4 separate regions of the Zea mays genome follow, and all the other regions are linked to region 3. A link is a contact called in public Hi-C data. All regions are on one chromosome and are shown on one strand. Each heading gives the region's core, a stretch centred on a gene start, on an enhancer-like site or on the middle of the called end of the contact. The rest is flanking DNA. Distances are from core to core; before and after follow the strand shown. Region 1 has its middle 61 kb from the start of LOC100383838. Region 2 holds the start of LOC100383838 (Pumilio homolog 23). Region 3 holds the start of LOC100193705 (Alanine aminotransferase 2 mitochondrial). Region 4 has its middle 42 kb from the start of LOC103639215.

Evidence for each region. Hi-C and Micro-C count contacts between places; a contact is called where the count stands out from the background.
Region 1: a contact with region 3 is called in a Hi-C map of leaf, with 5 times the contacts expected there. The contact joins the enhancer-like site here to the promoter of LOC100193705 in region 3. A contact is called at or near these places in 2 of 25 Hi-C or Micro-C datasets (bundle sheath and leaf).
Region 2: a Hi-C map of leaf shows a contact between it and region 3, with 4 times the contacts expected there. The contact joins the promoter of LOC100383838 here to the promoter of LOC100193705 in region 3. A contact is called at or near these places in 7 of 25 Hi-C or Micro-C datasets (bundle sheath, ear, endosperm and 3 more).
Region 4: a Hi-C map of leaf shows a contact between it and region 3, with 8 times the contacts expected there. The contact joins the enhancer-like site here to the promoter of LOC100193705 in region 3. A contact is called at or near these places in 8 of 25 Hi-C or Micro-C datasets (ear, endosperm, leaf and 1 more).

Annotation. Positions count from the first base shown.
Region 1 is chr1:144,856,955-144,860,305 of Zm-B73-REFERENCE-NAM-5.0, forward strand. No RefSeq gene overlaps it. Among protein-coding and RNA genes, the nearest start is that of LOC100383838, 61 kb to the left of the region's middle. Within about 2 kb of position 1,432, at least 11 of the 20 cell types and tissues checked have an H3K27ac peak or open chromatin away from gene starts, as enhancers often do. A contact at or near this core is called in bundle sheath and leaf, where this site is marked.
Region 2 is chr1:144,795,763-144,798,960 of Zm-B73-REFERENCE-NAM-5.0, forward strand. It overlaps LOC100383838 (Pumilio homolog 23), which reads right to left and starts at 1,945. Exons shown (of 11, transcript NM_001362164.1): 1 at 1,741-1,945; 2 at 1-69. The coding sequence starts at 36.
Region 3 is chr1:145,242,533-145,245,935 of Zm-B73-REFERENCE-NAM-5.0, forward strand. It overlaps LOC100193705 (Alanine aminotransferase 2 mitochondrial), which reads left to right and starts at 1,672. Exons shown (of 15, transcript NM_001327768.1): 1 at 1,672-1,848; 2 at 2,628-2,678; 3 at 3,384-3,403. The coding sequence starts at 1,810.
Region 4 is chr1:144,976,366-144,979,735 of Zm-B73-REFERENCE-NAM-5.0, forward strand. No RefSeq gene overlaps it. Among protein-coding and RNA genes, the nearest start is that of LOC103639215, 42 kb to the left of the region's middle. Within about 2 kb of position 1,541, at least 14 of the 20 cell types and tissues checked have an H3K27ac peak or open chromatin away from gene starts, as enhancers often do. A contact at or near this core is called in ear, leaf and tassel, where this site is marked.

The sequences.
Region 1 (3,351 bases), core at 182-2,681, 390 kb before region 3:
TGGATTACCTCCAAAATCCACTCAAAGCTCGGGGCTACACCCAATGGGTGCACCCAATAGATTCACAATACCTTGAGGCCAAAATGCTGATTTCAAAAGCATAAAGATGAATACCTTTGAATGGATTACTTCCAAAATCCACTCAAAGCTCGGGGGCTACACCCATTGGGTGCACCCAACAGATTCACAATACCTTAAGGCCAAAATGATGATTTAAAAGCATAAAGATGAAGACCTTTTAATGGATTACTTCTAAAATCCACTCAAAGCTCGGGGGCTACACACATTGGGTGCACCTTCGGTGCACCCAACAGATTCACTATACCTTAAGGCGAAAATGCTGATTTCAAAAGCATAATAGATGAAGACCTTTGAATGGATTACTTCTAAAATCCACTCAAAGATTGGGGGCTACACCCAATGGGACCCAACAACAGTATAAAATCGGGTCATGCAACGAACTCACAGGCAGGACCAAGAACCTTTGAGTCGATTATTTCAAAATCAACTCAAAGATTGGGGGCTTGTGGGGAACAGATATCCCCCAGGTCCACTAGAAGGCGAAAACCCTTGCATGGGGCCACAGACTAGTCGCCCCACGAGGTCGTCTCATCGTGGGCCAAACAAAGACTACAATTGAAACGACCGACCTAAGAAGGCAGTGGGCTCGTGCCTGGATCGTCCGTGGATTATGCCTAATCTTAAGGGAATCGACCGTTTTTCCCGCGCCCGGCGCCCTCAAAGAGCGGAGATTGATCGGGATGAAGTGGTCGGGTTTTCCTCAAGATAAGCTAAGTTAGTTCGTTATTAGCTAGGAGATATGCTGGAAGAATGTGATCATCGTGTGCGTAGGGAGTGCCCCACGGTCGTGTATATAAGGCCCAGGGGAACTCCATCATTTTTATCTGATTAGCACCTCTCCGTTCAGGAAACACCACCTGTAAACACATACAAAGCCACCTCTAAAATACTCAGTGCAAAATAATTAGGATCACACATTATCTGAGAGAAATTTTGCGCGAGGTGGATAATCATGAGTATTTAGTGGTAAATCGTTCAAAGCAAATAAAGATAATTAGAGCCGAACTCAAATAATTGCTAATCGGTTTGACTTCAACGAAATCAGTCGTAAATTAAAATATCAAAGTCGAAATTGTCTTAATCACGATTGGTTGCATCTCGCCCTGATCCAAACGTTCGGATATAAAATTAACTGGTTAAAGATTCATATGACTCCGAGAATTGTTTCACGTTATCTTCCTCTCATGTGCTAGCGTTGATTTTCGTTCTGCGTTTGTTCTTACCCCCTACAGTCGCTGGATATTTTCCCTTAGCCATTGAGCCGATCTGTCGTCCTCATCCTCTATCGCGTAAAAAAATCTGGCCGCCGATGTGCTTAGAGCCTTAGACTCGCCAGCCGCTGCTGCTGAGGATTGTTTTTACGCGCGCTCTTATCCTCTCCACGCCGCTTAGCACATAGGATATTTCCACCGCTCCAGCCTGTCGATCCCATCTCCCTGGGATTTTTACCCGTTGCGCTTGCCATCTTCATTTTCCCCACGCACGCTCTGGTTTCTGATTTTTATCAGCTCGTCTTCCACCTCCGTTTGTCGTACCCGTGTGGTTGAGCTCGGCTTCGAGCTCCCATTCCCGATGCGCCGTCCGTCACCTCGCCCTCGGCGCGCGCCTCTGCTTCCTGGTAGCCGCGCCCAGCTTCCTCTCTTCCGCGCGCCCCGCTGCTTCTCCTTGGCCGGGGCTTCTTCCTCTCCCTGCTCGCCATGGCTGGTCGAGTTTTTCCCCAGCCGCGAAGCTCCCTCGTGTGCGTGCGCGCTCTGCCTCTCCCTCAGCCCACCGCGTCATGGAGCCCTGCGCACCACGGTAGTTCTTTCCTGCCCCTCCCATGGCGGCTCCCCTGGATCCCTCCTCTGCTCGGCCGCCTCCCTGGAGTCCAAGTCCGGACGCCGCTCCAGCCTTCTCTTTTCTCTCTTCTCTAGCCCTGTCCGGCCTCCAGCTTCAGCCATGGTGGCGTGTTCATCTCCCTGGTGTTTCCCCAAGCCGCGCACCTCTGCTTGGCTATGGTCACCGTCACGCCCAGGATTTTGCCGCGCATGCAGTTTCCAAATTCGTCTTCAGCTCGTGGCGCTCCTCATCTTCTTCCCCGACGTCGCCCTCTCCCCCTCGATGCTCGGCTGGTCGGCGTCTCTCCCTGCCCTCGGCCATGGAGCACCGCCTCGAGCACCCGTTGCTGCACGCTCTGTTCGCCTAGCGAGTCGCGCCCAGGCTGAACTGAGCCATTCCCCTGGTCATCGTCTCTGAGCCCGGTCCCAAGCTGTCCTACGCCTCTGCTCATCTCCCATGACTGCACACCACTGCTTCCCATGGCGCGCCCTCACTTGCTTCTTTGTGTGACGCCTGGAGGCAGGAGCGAGACGAGTTTGGTTTGGATACGCTGTTCGGTTTGCAGTTTGGGTCCGATTGGTGCTGAGAGTTCGTCGTGGCGTGGCAACGTCGTGCGCGTCGTGGTAGCCGTCCAGGCCACGGAGCAATCTGCGCCATAGAGTTCACCCGACTGTGACCTCGCCTTGCTCCCTGCCGCGCTCACATCGTCCCCATCGTTGTCTTCCAATTTCAGCAGTTCTGCCCCAGTCCTATGTCGACCTCGCTAACCACCCATGGTTGATCCTGTGTTTCGTGAGGGTGACTCACAGTTTGAGATTGAAAAAGGAGCTTAGAAGGTGTAGATAATGAAGCCCCAGATTGACGTTTGCCAGATGTTCGGTGGAACGCCTGAATCAAAGTTCGTCGTTGTTCTTGTGGATTTTGGATCGATTTGGCTTGGTAAGCTGAATTTTTATTCGTGTTAGTGGATTGATGAATGGTCTAACTAGGTCTTTAATCGTGATAATTCTGTGGTGAGTCGGATTGCTAATTCGGTTATTAGTTCGATGAAGGAAACTGTAGGTATACTATTTATTAGGATGCCCAAGTCATCTACAGTGATTTGGTCGATGTCGTGTGGAGAAAGAGGTCGCAATAGGTCCTAGTGCTTGCGGGATTGTGGGTGTTAAAAATGTGATGTTAATAAATGTGATACACAGGTTAACCGGGAAATTAGTTTAGAAAGTTAATGAAAGTTCTTCTATCAAGATTTTATAAGTGTTAGGTGTCCAAGAATTGTGAAGTTAAAGTTATAAGTCGTTTAGTGTGCTCTCTAAACTAGGTACAATATTCTATGTGTGCTAGTCGATTTCATGATTTTAATGGATATTGATTGCTACTTCGAATATTTAGGATCAAGTAACATCGATATATTGTAACTAAAATGATAAGTTGTGTTTAGGCTAATTGTAT
Region 2 (3,198 bases), core at 695-3,194, 450 kb before region 3:
CTTGGGTCTAATTGCCTTGGACCCAACACAAACCATTGCTCATGTACACTTCGACAGCAGCTGCTTACTCTGAAACGAGACAGAGAGGAAGCAGAATCAGCATTCTGAAAGAAACAAGAATCCCAGAGAACGGCAACCAGGGGCGGACCAGTACGTGGGTGTACACATGTGCACCCAATAATTCATGCAAAAAAGTTAGTAGGGCATCAAATAGCCAAATAGCTTTGAGTAAGGGTTTGGGTGCTCGGTTGCGTTCAGCATGGAAGGAAAAGAAGGGGAGGAATACCTGGTGGGTGCTCGTCGCCGGAGAAGAGACCGACGAAGGCCTCGGCACCTGGCGCAGGGTGGCGGCGGCGGTAGCCCACCCAGTGATCGGCTAGTCGGAGAGAGATGGGAGGAAAGAGAGCACACGCAGGGTGAAGGAACGGATGAGAACGACGGCCGTAGCCGAGTGCGGGGTTATTCGGCCCAAGGCCAGGGACAGCGGGGATGAAAACGGTCGGAAACGATCGGAAAACACTAAAACCGTTACCGTTTTCATATTTTTATCGGAAATGAAATCGGAAACGGTAATTCCGGAAACGGAAACGACATCGGTATTTCGGAATCATCGGAAACAGAAGTTCGGTACAAAAAATACATCGGTATCGGTCGGAATCTAAAATACAATCGGTAACCATATCAATATGAAAATATCACAATACAACAAAGTTTATAAATATCACAAAAACACAAGTACATGACCACCCGCACTAAAAGCAGATTCTGAATTGTGGAGAAGGCCTTCCACACCGTTCTAGCCGAGATCTACCGGATAATCAGCAAGAAGCCCCTGTCTTCGGAGGAGTCTGGTTTGGGGTCTGGTAACCTCAGAGAGAGACAGTCCATTCAAGTGTCAGCAACAAATTCTGGCGGCCTTACGTCGCGGTGCTGCTCTTCTTAGAGCCACGCCCACCAGGATCATCTGAAGAACAACAGTTCGTCAAGAAGGTCCTCTCTTCCGAGTCGAAATATTTACTCCCCTTTGTGTGAACAATAAGTGTAGATTTAAAGAATGTCAGGCTCGAGACACTGACTATATACTTGACCTGCATAGTCATGTTCCGTCGAGAGGTGCTGTGGGAGAAAAGTTTTATTGCTCTCGAGCATAGAAGAAGGCTGTGTGTATCAGACCCCAGCAAAGCTGCTTGCTATTAACTCGTGGCAGGGTAGTCTCTGTGATTTTGCAGCTATAATTTTGTTGGGGGTTAATTACTATGACTGCGGAAGTTGTCGTGGCTTGTGGCAACTTGATTCCCGACGTATTCTAGAATCCTCTTTGCTATCCGTTTGGCATCTGGTTCTTCCTGTTTATTTATCCTCACCAACCAAGCGCACTGGAGTTTATCCTAGGAACATGACATTTGATAACGAAATTGATACTTCTCTGTGGAGGAAAAATTTAATACTTTGCTATAATATCCCCTTAACCAGTGGCCAGTGGGTGCGTCAGTTCGTCCGGCGCGCGAGGAGGAGGAAGAGCAGCGGATGCGTCCGGCGCGCGAGGAGGAAGAGCAGCGGCAGGAGGAGGACTGGAGTGTGTCTGTGCAGGTGCAGCTGGGTGCGTGTGCGTCCATGGCGGCTGGAGTTGCCCTTGCTTGGAGTGGGTGCGTCCGTGCGTCCATGGCGGCTGGGTGCGTCCGGCAGAGGGTGCGTGCATCCATGGCCACAAAGCTAGATTAGGGATTACAGATTACTTACTGGATTGGGGCCTTGGGGGCAGTGTGTTCGTCCGTGGTCTGCACGTGCAGCCCGGCAGAGAGGAAAGGAGGAAGACGAGTCACGCCGTCACGGAATTTGGGGGCACGCCATGGAGCGCCGAGCTGAGCAGTGGCGACTGGCGGTGGCGGCTATGCTTGCTGTGCGGCTGTGCCTGGGCGAGGGGCGAGGGCGACGGAAGACTGCAAGTGGAAGAGCAGTGGCCGACGACAATTGGGTTGTGGACTTGTGGTGGCCTGGGCTGCTTGCTGAACCATGGGCCGCCCATGAGTTGTGAATTTAGAATTTGAGCTGGACCATGAGTTTCGATAAATTCTGAATTTTGAATTCGGTAAATTCCGACTCAAAACGGTAACTGAAGAAAACGGTCGATAAAGGATTGTACCGATTTCAATACCGATTCTGATCTAAAATTCCGATGACCGATTCCGATTTCGAGAAATACCGATACCGACGATTCCGGTCGGAAAAAATTCTAAAACCGTTTTCATCCCTTGGGGCGCCTTCTCTTGGGTTGGTTTTTTTAAGTATTTCTTTTGCAATTTTTTCGTTATTTTTTTCTTTATCTTTTTTTTTGTTTGTTACTCTTTTATTTCGTATTTATTTTCTCCGTGACACACTTTTTGTCGATGACTCGATGGTTAATATAAAAATTGATTCCAAATTAGGGGAGAAATGATAACAATTATTAGGACATTGTAAATAAACACAATGGAATATTTTTTGTTTTATTTATGTTGAACATCTTTTCTTAATGAAGCTAGAAACCGTTTTCACTTGAACATAGAATATTTTCACAATCTATAATGTTTTCTTGTAAATATGTAATAATTTTATTACAATAATTTTATCTTCAACCTTTGACAATTGCTAAGTGAATCTAAAATACTTTTGTCCTAAACATGGGACGAGGGTTCTCGAATATTGTTTTTCTTGAAAAAAATGGTATGGACTCACCAAAAAGAATGTTATATTTGTTGCAATGAAGAGTCAAAGACTAGTGACGAGTGCCAATATTTCTGTGGTGGTGTTTGCTTTGGTTTTTTAGCTTCTGACCGCTAGAAGCTGCTACATACGGTCAAATGTTTAGCTTTTCAGTTCACGTTTGTAAGAATCACTTTGGTGAAAATCGTCCAAACGTGGACACATAATCGTGCGAGACTTCGCGATAGTAGGAATCTGTAACTTTCTAGATTCTAAACCCTACAGCCCCCTTTTATCTTCCTGACACCTAGAGGGGTGAATAGGTGATCCTGCAAAACTTGTTTCAAACAACATAAACTAGGTCCAATTTATGGGTTAGAGTAACTAAAAACCAAGTTCGGATGAGAAGATGAGAGAAAGAAAGACTCTTTACTTGATTGCTCACTTGAAATGTGCATTAAGCTAGGAGCAATATGTAAGTGAATGTTTGGGGATTTTCTCTTCCGAAGGTCATAA
Region 3 (3,403 bases), core at 422-2,921:
AGTGAGACCTACATAGCAGGAGAAAAATCATGTCATAATTGTGGCTACAAACTAAACACATACCTAACTCAGTAAAACATGTCTAACCTTAGTCATGACAAACTGTGGAAAATAAGGCAGCGAACCGAATAGGCCCTAACTTCCATAGATACTTTTTCAAGCTATCAGAAACCAGTCTTGCCCAAAGTTCTTTCTGGTGGTGGCAATCTCAATTACTTGGGTCATTCGAAATGCAAAAACTGATCTAATCACTACTACTTTAGAGCACTAGTTTTGTACGTCGTGCGTCATATGCAAAACACATGCAAAACACGTAAGTCTATTCATTTCCCCCGATTATTGCCTACTAATGGATCGTTACATCACAAATTAGCCATGAGAAACTATCCAAGCTTAACATGACAGAAAGTCACTCGCAGCGCAGCGCTTCCATATAGTACCACCTCGTTAGCTAAAAGAGAACGAACGATCAAATGAGCTATAAGAAAAGGGTCAGGCTCGTTTTCAACTCATATCTTTCTTGACATTTTGGAGAAAATAAAGTGTAATATTTGTTTTTATCAGTTTAATATTTAATATGTGAACCATATGTGTACTTTAATATTAAAATATTTTTATTTATATCAAATATGACTGTGTGCCATCGTTACCGACAAAAATGTACTATTCAACAATGTTGAACCTCACTTCCATTCTTTGGAAGAAACTTACGGAAAAAAGATAAAACTGATCACCTCCAGGGCAAACGCTAAACATTCAACTCTCTTTGATTTATGGATCCAGAATCTGCTGTTGCCTTCTTCTGTACTTTTACTTTCTTCATTTCATTTTTTGTCTCTTGAAGTTTTGTTGTTAAACTTTTAATTTTCACTCATCTTTTGGTTTTTAATAAATTTCTACATGGGCTTCGCCTTCTCCAATTTCGTTAAAGAATGTATTATATAGTTGATAGTTCCATATATCTTTCGTAGGATCAAATAGTCTTTCATTAGCTCTAGTCAACGGAGCCAACATTTTATTAGAAATGACATTGATAGATAAACTTTTTAAATGTTTTACTCCTTGTGTCCTAATTTATTATTTATTATAATTTTTTATAAGTCTGACCAGCTCGTTTCATTCAAAATTCTTAAGAAAAAAAGAAAAAATTAAAGCCATACTTAATGTGTATTACATGATAAACAATATCACAGTAAAAATTAATAATAATTATATTTTTTAATTAGACAAGTTAATCAAAATTACGATAAAATTTTTAAATGAATTATAAATTGGAACGAAAGAGGGAAACAACAAGGGAAACATCCCGCATCACATCGCAGATAAGAAATAAAAAAACTCGCATAGCTTGAATCGGCACAGAAAGAGAAGCCAAGTTATTCATAGTAGTTGCATGTACGAGAGAAGGAACATAAAAGTGCCAAAATTGCATGATGCAATCTAGGCAAGCTCATCTACAGCATTGATCTGAGACTTTTTTATTGTAATAAATACCAAAGAGTGACTTTGTTTGTTTTATTTTAATTAACGCAAAACCGCGGCTGTGGCCACCGGCCCTCCGTTCTCCTTCCACTCGCTTTCTGGCGTGCGCCTCTTGTTTGTCTGCTTCCGTCGTTCCCTCCCCCTGTACGCCCGTGGCCGCCTTTTATAAGCACCAGCCATCTGGCCTTTTTTTTCGACAACGCCAAACATCTGGTTTCGCTGCCCCGATTCGCCACGAAGCCGCACTGTGAGAGAGGGACGCGGCCCGTTGTCCTCGGCTTGTACGCAATCCTTCCGTCGCTGCGAAGCTGATCCCTCGTGTTCGCCATGGCCCCCAGCGTCGCCGTGGAAAACCTCAACCCCAAGGTGACAGCACCGCCCGTTTTCCTCGCCCTGTCTACCTGTCTGTCCATTGAAGGTTCCGTTTTGATGGATTCTTCGGTGGGAAGTTTGGGCTTTGACGAGACAGAAAGAAGCACTGTGGATGTGCTGCGTTCTGCATATCCCTGATTCATCTGAGCCGCGGCTTTGATTCTCGTTTGCTTGAGAAATTTGGGGTGAAAAGATTATCCTTGATTCGCTGCAGTGGTACATGCGTGCTTAGTTCTTGTTCTGATGATCCGGTTTTGATTCATACTTTGAAATCAAATGAGATTTTTTTAGGATATTTGTAAAATAACTGCACCGGCGCAAAGTTCCAACAGTAAGATGTTGGGAACAAGTGTAGTTCCTTTTACCGGGATCACTAGTTGCTATCGCTCTCTCTCAACCCAGAGTTAGATCTCAGTGCGACTCGAGCTGCTGGAGTGCCTTTTCTTTTTGTTTTGTTTTGTTGTGATCGAATAGTTTAATGTCATCTATGTCAGTATCCTTTTTCTCCCCTTTGACTTCAAAAGGGGATACGGCGGTTTGTTTGAACTGCTGCCCCATTCTGGTGCAAAATGATGATAGGTTGATGCTGTACTATTTATGCGAGATCTGAGGTACTACAACGTTGGCAAGCTGTACTTTGTTACTAAACCTATTGAATGTCGTGTGATCTTGATCTCCACCTGTTTCATAGACAATAGCTTTCGTGCTTTGCTTGTCTAGGTAAGGCGAGTGTGGCTTCTCATGCCTAGCTAATACACTGACAACTATTACAGGTCTTGAAATGTGAGTATGCAGTCCGTGGCGAGATTGTCATCCATGCTCAGGTATCTTGACTACTGATGTTCAACAAGGCTTGCAGTCTAGTACTTCAGTATGTTATATATCACTCTGTTCATGTTCCCATATAATCGGTTAATCACCTCACCACAAGGCAATAACGTTAAATCATATAAGTTTTGTTAGGCTGTTGTGATAATAGTACTTGTTACACTGTTGTGGTAATAGTATTGCTTTTGATACTCAGCTTGTTCGCTGCGGCTTGCTGCGGCTGCAATCCGGCTGCGGCTGCGGCTTCTACAGTATTTTTCTCTCTATGGATTGCAGCTGCAGCAGTCCAAACAGCTGCAACAGTGTCGGCTTGTAGCCAGCCGAACACGCCCACTGCTATCTGATTTAACTGAATCAACAAAGAACAGCATAGTGCAATACCTGGAGTCACAAACATGTATTTGTGTTATAGAGCTTACTTTATAGTTTTGGAATTCTAGTTTGGTTCAGGAAGGGAATTAAGCATATAGTCTCCTTGATTGCCAATTAACATATTATTAATATTTTAATTTGCAATTGTTCCCTGATGAAATCTATCCTAATTATTGAAGGTTAATAATCTTGTTCACCATATTTAATATGGCTCACTGTGAATATTTTTTAGAATCTTGAGCGCTCCATGCCACTAGCAGGTCTGCTATTATTAAGGAACTGCTTCAAAATTGATTTAATATAGCCCCACTGTTTTTTTCTGTTAACAGCGCTTGCAGCAACAACTACA
Region 4 (3,370 bases), core at 291-2,790, 270 kb before region 3:
GCTTCGAGCCAAGCTTTTCCAATTGTATTTTCTCTGATTCTAGCACTTAGACAAACATGTTAGTACACAAAAACCAATGTACTAAGTCTAGAATCATACCTTTGTATTTATTTGCACCTTATCCACCATTTGGCATAGTTTATCATTTAAGCACTTGTGTTGGACACTAAATCACCAAAATACTTAGAAATGGCCCAAGGGCACTTTTCCCTTTCAGTTAACGCGGGTTGGAACGGGTTCAATCCACAACAACTCGTGTTTGGTTCAAAAGACCCGCGGGTTAGGTTGGTTCTGGGTCGAAATACTTATTGAAAATATGGGTTCTAGTGATTCCTCAAAAACAAGTGAACCATTTCGACCCACTTCCTCTCCACCCTCTCGTCACCCATGCCTTATCCACTCGAGACCAGCACAGGAGCGCGCCGCCACTGCTTGCCTGCTGGGACTAGGGACCCTTGCCGACCTACCCTCCGACGTTAATCTCCCGCCTGCCTCCGGTTGTTAGTCCCAGCTGGCCTACCCTCTGATGTCGACGTGTTCTCTAGTGGGCACAACCCACGAGCTTTGCTAGTGCTGTCGTCGAACAGGTAAAGGTCAGTGTTCGTCACCGCCTAGACAAGCCTGCTAGTGATGGCAAATGTTACAAATTCACTGAAATGCATCTTGATGTTGTTAGGATGTTCCTTTAATTATGACTAAAATGTAACAGTGAGACCTCGTCACTAAAAATTTATGACTTAGTCAATAATGGCTTTAATTTATTTATATCTTATGCTTATGGATTCCTCAAATATTAAAATAGTGTCAGTTTAATTTATTTTAAATGATGTCATCTTATTGAATTGAAGATATCATCCAGAATGTGGTAATATGATGGAGGTCCGTAGGTGACAGAATTGTACGATGGAGTGGTGCAGATTCCCACACCTCCTAAATTCTCACCCTACTTAGGGCTTGTTTGGATAATATGATATTGAAGTGGATTGAGGTGGTATGTGGTGTATTGGAGTGTAATATGAACTAATTTTTTTTCAATCCCCTTCAATACACCTCAATCCACTTCAATCCCACTATAACCAAACAAAGCCTTATCAGTTCACTTCCGTAAATGTCCAGTTTGATAAATAAATTGCAGTATGCAGTAAGAAAATGCTATAGATACATGCCTATATAAAGCATTTGAATGATGCCATTCAGGCATTCATGTTTTTCATGCAAATATCTTGCATGAATTATGCATCTGTACTTAGATTTAATATAGTAACATATGGATATGTTTGAACCTCGCTATGTGAAACATTATGTACAATACTGGACACAACTCTATATGTCGGTTGAGAGGCTGAGGCTCTAATATAGCAAACACGGATTAATGGATTTCACGCTATCAGCAAATTATGAATAGGACCGGGTCGAATTCAGCCTGAGTTGGCCCATCCTGCCCAAAAGGCAGCCTCCGCGACCGAAGCCCGCGCTCGCGCGCGACTTTGCGCAAAGGCCCCTGGCCATTCAAATAACTAGTGAAGAGTCCACAATATTGTTCACTGTGTTGCTGACCTTTTCGCTTAAGCCCTCTTATTTCTATTCCTTCATGGGGTCACGTCCCCGACCATGCACCGATCGAACACTTGGTCGGAGCCGCCCCGACTCATCTCCGGTGACCTGTTCTGGTGGTAGTGAGCACCCGAGTCTTATTTTTGAACCTACCCGACCTCTACTCCATGGTTAATCGAGCATCTATGGTCCGCAGTCTCGGCTGCTCAAGTTCATGGCGGACACCGAGGGTAACCAAGCTTGGTTCCGGGGTTCGGGTATGGTAGAGTTCAAATTGAGGACACGGTAAGCATCACGAGTATGTCTAGGTTTGGGAACGGTGGCAGAGACCATAGGAGGAAAGCCCAAATTGGCTATTCCTGTTGCGATGGCCCATGGCAGCGTTCCGCAATGACAAGACAATGGTCCGGCTAGTTTACTACGATAGAGTTCAAATGGTCAAGTCGACGAGAAACATGAGACCCTAAGGACACTAGAACACAAACCAGAGAGGTATAAACCAACCTGGAATTCTCTGGCCACGGCGAGGTCTCTCGCGGCGGCGTTCCAGCCAATTCCGGGGAAATCCAGAGTTCTCAGGCTATGGTCGATGAAATGAAGTGAGTGGTGGTGCACTGGGTCCGTAACAAGAGGGCAAAGATAAGAGAGTCGTCAATTTATAGGGATCGACCACCAGTGCCACGAATTTGGGCAAGGTTGAGCTCATGGCATTGAGTGGATGAGTCACCCGAGCTCATTCACCATGGTGCTTTGGTAACCCGATGACCTAGTGGTACTCTTCGACAGCCGCCATGACTACTGCGAGGTAATAAATGAATTACCGTGTGGCACAACCGGGAGGACGATGGATCAACGACGACGATCCCATGGCCATGACGCTGGGCAAGCGGTGCTACGGGCAAGCTTGCGACAGGGCCCAAGTTCACCCCACGACGATCTTTTCACCCTCCCCGCCGATATTTTCACTCACCTGCGCCGCTGCGCGCACACTTCTCAACCGACACGCAGACCACGACGCAAGATCGTCGGCGGCGAAGTGCAGTGAACCTGATCTTCTTCAGTTAACTGTTACACTGAACAACCATATGAGACAGACTGACATGGAGTTTTGGGGAGCATTTTACTCCCCTTTCCATGTAGTAGCATACCAACACGACTGCAGCAAAGTTGTTCTCCCATATAACATCTTCAACTTTGTCACAGGAATCTTGGGCTTAACTTTACTGGATCATCCTAAATTTAGCTCCAAAGTCAACCTAATGCCACTGTCAGTCTAAGTTCAGAATACTGCTTGACTAACAGCCCGAGTTCCAGGGAATTTTACTCCCAGTTCCATACAGTTCATAGGCTAAGTCACTTAAAAAAATTTGTACTACTATAGTAGCTCTACAACTTTGCCGTGATTACTTATAGCAAAACCCTTATGGATTAAGGGATGCAAGAGCCCAAAGTTGGCTCAATAACACTGTTTTTCAGGGTTCAAGAATGGAGTGCTTTTGAAATTTTACAAATTACTCCAAGTTTCACCACAAAACTTGGAAACCTCCAAATATAAAAGTTGCTTAGTTTTTGTTACTCTATTACTTTGATATATACACTTTTGGCAAAAAGTGATTAAGAATTTTAAATCACCCTATAGGGCACTAATTAGGGTTTTGGGCTCCAATTTAGGGTTTTAAATGTCTTAGGGTACATTTCTAGTGTTTAATCTTTCATAATCATCATTTCTTGATCATGTCTACCAAACTTGGTAAGACCACTCCCTCATGCTTAAATCATAAGGTTGCATGATCCTAGGCCTTGGAAAGATTTTATT